Regions from separate parts of the Pan troglodytes genome. Here region 1 is linked to region 2. Evidence: chromatin contacts called from public Hi-C data. All regions are on one chromosome and are shown on one strand. The core of a region is the stretch at or near the end of the contact, and the rest is flanking DNA. Distances in the headings are between cores, read along the strand shown.

Evidence for each region. Hi-C and Micro-C count contacts between places; a contact is called where the count stands out from the background.
Region 1: a Hi-C map of induced pluripotent stem cells shows a contact between it and region 2, with 2.0 times the contacts expected there. The contact joins two enhancer-like sites. A contact is called at or near these places in 2 of 7 Hi-C or Micro-C datasets (induced pluripotent stem cells and stem cell-derived neural progenitor cells).

What each region holds. Positions count from the first base shown.
Region 1 is chr4:46,190,102-46,192,897 of NHGRI_mPanTro3-v2.0_pri, forward strand. No RefSeq gene overlaps it. Among named protein-coding and RNA genes, the nearest start is that of PIK3R1, 270 kb to the right of the region's middle. Within about 2 kb of position 1,305, at least 2 of the 24 cell types and tissues checked have an H3K27ac peak or open chromatin away from gene starts, as enhancers often do. A contact at or near this core is called in induced pluripotent stem cells, where this site is marked.
Region 2 is chr4:45,689,337-45,692,036 of NHGRI_mPanTro3-v2.0_pri, forward strand. LOC104006414 (a long non-coding RNA gene) reads left to right here. Exons shown (of 9, transcript XR_008548232.2): 5 at 2,306-2,600. Among named protein-coding and RNA genes, the nearest start is that of SLC30A5, 130 kb to the left of the region's middle. Within about 2 kb of position 1,410, at least 7 of the 24 cell types and tissues checked have an H3K27ac peak or open chromatin away from gene starts, as enhancers often do. A contact at or near this core is called in induced pluripotent stem cells, where this site is marked.

The DNA.
Region 1 (2,796 bases), core at 55-2,554, 500 kb after region 2:
TGGTTTATGTAAAGAACAAAATCTGAAAGAGAAAAAAACAAAAGAAAGCTTCCCTGTTTTTTTCAACAAGGAGTTTCATGAAAAAAATAATAAAAGGAGGGAAGAAACCATGCTAGATTAAAGAGCTTTAAGGGACATAATACTAGATGCAATGCAGGGCCCTAGGTTTGAGTTCGGTTTGGACAAACCAACTGGAAAGGACATTTTTGGGGACGAGCAGGAGGAATTTGAATACAGACTGGGTTTTAGATAAGATGAAAATTTATTGGCAAGGAAAGATGGAGATCATTAACTAAAAAAAGCAGGTTACAAACAGCATGTACAACATGATCTCATTTTGGTAAAAATATGTATATGTATATTTATACACGCATAGAAAAAGCTTTAAGGATATACACACAGGTGTTAACAGTGGTAATCTATGGGTGGTAGGAATATGGTGCTATCGTTTTCTTATTTTTCTTTATCTGAATTTATAACTTTCGACAAGGCACAAATGCTGCTTTTGTAATAATAAAAATTAAAACATGAATTCATTTTAGAAAATTTTAAAGCAGGCTTAAGCAGACCCAGATTTTCACTGAAAGCTGTCCAGGACATTTTTTCTACGTCCTCCACCTTAGAAATGAATAGTGTGTCCCAACTTCTGAGTAGGTCTCCGCATGAAGGATTAAAAATTTTTGCAGTCCTTGAACTAAAAGTGAATCAATCAGATATTGAGCATGCATACATTTTCCACTAGCAATGTCAGTAAGGGACCTTCCCATCAGTAGCAGGAAAGGTTGCAAGAAAGTAACCCTCACAGGAGGTGCTCACATCATTACCAGGCAACTTCTACACAGCCATTTCCCACTCTAGTGGAAAAATCCACAGTTTATCAACTGTTAAGGATAGTAAATACATAGAAAATTTAGAAAATGCTGAGTTCCAATGTTATCTGAGAAGTGAAGGAAAGAGAGTTTTGAAGAAAACCATAAAAGACCAGAAAGGTCACTACTGGACACTATTAAGCTGAATATCAGGGATTTGTAACCAAGCCCCAGCCTTATCCCAAAGGAACTGGAAAAGTTCCCAGCCATGGTGGTCCTCATATTCTTTATCTGTAAAATTAGGTCTAGATGAAATCTAACATTTTTATTTGCTTCAGAGCATGGTTCATTACATAACAAAATATTATGTTGCACACTAAGTCACAACATTAAATATAATAAGAGAATTTTGCAAATATCCTCTTCCTGGATTCTTACACGGTGGAGGAAGTTGCCTGTAGAGGGCACTAGTCAGTTAATAACATCTGAATCAGTTTGACTTGAAAGCAAGAAGGGACCTTAGGGGTCACATAGTGGATCCCTCTCTTACAGAGAAGAAACTGAGCCCTAGTGAGATTAGGCGACTTGCTCAGAATCACACAGTTGGCATTTTCACAGAGCTGAGATGGAAAAAAGAACTCTGGTTCATGTTAAAAAACAAAAACCAAACCCAAAAACCTTACAAAGGCCTAGAAATTGAATTGCATTTAGTTGTTCTTTTAATGAATCACCCACCGTGAAAAATAATAAAAAGATTACCATCACCATAAAAAAGGAGACCATCCTAGGAAGCCTACTCTTCAGGACACTAGGAGACAATTAATTCCAGTGTCACTCCCAGCCATAGGGTTATTCAGTGAAATTCCCTTGGCCCATAACCATTTTGTTGATAACCTTTGCTGTCTAAACATCCCTTTGCCAAATTTACACAGCACTCAGATTGCACTGGGGGACAGGATGGTATATAAGAGAGGGGACGGACTTGTTTTTCTTCCTCTCAGCCCTATCAACAGCAGTTAAGTGTCAACCAATGGATTGGATCTTCTTCATTCACTGGTTAAAATTAGGCAAACAACTGGACTGGCAATGTGGCTCCCTGAGGCTGGTGTCTGGTTATTTCAGTCACCTTACAATCAGATTAGATCTATCCACTTTGCAAGATTGCCCCTTCCTTGCCAACATACTAGAAACCAGTTTATCTGTTCAAATACTGCATATGGACCCAGACTCTGTAAAACCATGACTAGGATGTTTGATGTGTTATCTTAGGGTTTTTCTGTTTGTTGCTGTTTTGAGAAATAGACATGTAGGTGGTAACATGCTGCAGTAGAACCATCGACTTTGGAGCCCACTAGACAAGGCTTAAATTCTGCCTCCACTTGTGTGTCAGCTGGGTCTCCTCACTGTATTGCTTGACTCTGAGTATCAGATTTCTCATCACGGTATTTACCTTACAGACTGAGGATTAAAGGAGAAAGTTCATATGAAGTGCCTAGATCAGCACCTGGCACTGTACAAATGAGTCTCCCACTTGAAGAATATGGCCGGTTTTCAGAATTAGGAGAGAGTAAGCAGTAGAATTCCACCATGTAATGAATTCAAGGTCATGGCTATTGAAGGAAGGTATTGTCTTTAAAACGTCCCATGAAAAATAGCTTAGATAAACATTCTAGTAGATAAGCTTCAGAAAAGTAATTTTTAACCTACTCCAAGCTAATGCCATGGTGTTCTCATTGTTTCTCTACTTTTATAAACAGTGGCATTACTAAATTACAGCCTAAATTCCTCCATGCATTTTAGTGGTGATCCAAGAGCATGCTCAGTTAAAAACATGGGTGGAAGGATTTAGGAGAGTTAGCCACCTCTCCCTACACAATATTTCTAGGGTGCAGAGACAACACTTCTGCTTCCTTTTAAACCCAGTATTTGCTTACTTTTCAGAAAGAATGAGGCGGTTCCCAAAGGCATGCTGGTCTAAGCATGGAAG
Region 2 (2,700 bases), core at 160-2,659:
TATTCTCTGATATCAGCTTTACTGTGTTGGAGATAATTTCTCTGGAGCAGCTGCATAGAACGGTGTTGGTGCAGAAATCTGGAGTCAGCCTGCTGAGAGGCCTTCTCTGTGTGAACCTGGGCAAATAACCTCTCTGTCCCTTAGTTTCCTTGTCTCTGGAATGTGGATGACAAGAATAGTTCCTACCTTATATGGTAGTTGTGAGGGTTAAATAAATGAGTTAATACACCTAAGGCATTTAGCATGTTGCCTGGCACATAGTAAGTGCTAAATAAATGTTAACTGTTATCAAAGTGTTGGGTAAAAGGAAACTTCATGCCCATTCTGGCTGTCATTTAAAAACTACTTAATGTTTGATTAAAATAGTCACATCAAAGGTCGAAATATATAACAAAGTGGAACGTTTCTTCTCACCTGTGTCCTCCATTCCTGCAGTTCTCACACCCCTATAAACATGTAACCACTGGAATTAGTTCTTTGGGCAAACTTTTAGAAATACTTTATGCTGTAATCCCAGCACTTTGGGAGGCCGAGGCGGGCGGATCACAAGGTCAGTAAATCGAGACCATCCTGGCTAACACGGTGAAACCCCGTCTCTACTAAAAATACAAAAAAAATTTAGCCGGGTGTGGTGGCGGGTGCCTGTAGTCCCAGCTACTTGGGAGGCTGAGGCAGGAGAATGGCGTGAACCCGGGAGGTGGAGCTTGCAGAGAGCCAAGATCGCCCCACTGCACTTCAGCCCAGGTGACAGAGCAAGACTCTGTTAAAAAAAAAAAAAAGTAAGAAATACTTCATGCATGTAGAAGCAAACACAAACATATCTTCTCCTTCTTACACAAATGACAGTATATTATGCATATCGTTTCTATGCTTTTCCTTCACAAACATAACGATGTGGCGATCTTTCTATATTCTTACAGAATGAACTTCCTCACTATTTTTTTTAAAGCTGCATAGTATTCCGTTGTTTGGATCCACCATAACTCACCTACTCATTTTCTTTTGACGGACATTTAGGTTGTTTACAACGTCTTCCAAACTGTCTGACACGATGTTTTTACAGCCCAAATACTGGGCAGAGCCGTCTGCATGAAACATTTCGAGGAGATTATCCATGAACTATGGAAGAGCCGAAAAAAGTTGTTGTATCCTCTCTTTATCCCCGCTTTTTGCTGTAGTAAACTGTAATCAGTCCAGCCAAGAGGGTTTTATGGGATTTGGGCTTTGTACCATCAACATTCATTAAATAATACTGGAATTTGTTCCTGCCACGGATGAAAACTTAGCCAGTTGGTAATAACTTACACATTTGCTGCCTGAAAAGGAGCAAACAGCCGGTAAGGGTGACTAACGTGGACAGTCCGGTCACCCTTCCCCAGCACGGTGTCCACTCACCAGCAGAGGGCTCTCTCCTTTTGGGAAAAATACAAATGTCTCCGGGAAAGGTTTTAAACTTCACAGCCTGGCACCCAGTGTGGTGTTTCTCTTCTCTGCAGTGGATTGGTGTGTCGCTCCCTTGAATATTTAGGGATTAGCTGAATACTGAATTTGTCTGTGTTTTGAGTGTGTTTATGTGTGGGGTGTTGTGGAGAGGAAGAGAGTCCAGCATTCCCCAGAGGTCTGAGGAGAAAGCCTGTGACTTGATCCAGAACCAGGGATTATAGTTTTTCCCTTCTTCAGGGTATGAGGCATCCTGGCCTTGTCCTATGTTTCAAGATTAGAAACCACACACATATATCCCAGTTTTCTGGGATATGCTTGTGAGATGATCGGGCCGTAAACCCTGTTTATATGACCCCTGGTGACTGCTCTTTCAGGTTAGTGTTCCCAAAAAGTCAGGTGAAAATCTGTCTCATTACTTTCAAGGGGAAGAGGAAAAGCACTGACCACCCCCCTATCCCAACCTTTTTTTTTAAGGACAGAGTCTCACTCTGTCACCCAGGCTGGAGTGCAGGGGCGCCATCTCAGCTTACTACAACCTCTACCTCAAACAATCCTCCCACCCCAGCCTCCTGAGAAGCTGGGACTACAGGCACATGCCACTATGCCTGGCTATTTTTGTATTTTCTGCAGAGGCGGGATTTCAGTATGTTGCCCAGGTTAGTCTTGAACTCCTGGGCTCAAGCGATCCACCTGCCTCAGCCTCCCAGAGTGTTGAGATTACAGCTGTGAGGCACCATGCCCAGCCGGCAGTGCTGACATTAATTTAGCATTTCCTGAGGTAGTCTAGTGAGGTTAGGCCACTGAGTCCTACTTCTCTCCATTCTCATTGGGTTGATATTCCTGCCCTTTCCATCCCAAACAGTGCAGTTCAGGAAACCAGGCTGAAGAATGTGAAATACATCGCCCAAAGTCAGACACGGAGGAATGACTGCTTCGGAGCTAGCAAGTTCCTGAGCTGGAATTGCACCACTGGCCTGTAGAATCCAAACTGTTTTCTACCAGAACAACTCCTTCCCTGCAGGAAGCAGGGTGTGCACAGCTGAACCCTGGTCTGAGAAGGTTGAAGTCACTGACTCAGCCCCAGCAAGGAAGTTGCCCTTCGACTTCTGACCTCTGGCCCTGTTTGAAAACCAACTCAAATCGTTTTTCTTTTTCAGGTAAAGACAAAATGATGCCATGAATTTCTATTTTCTTTTATTCAGGGCACACCTAGGCTAATATTGAACAAACTTCAAGGAAATGGAAGACACAAGGGGT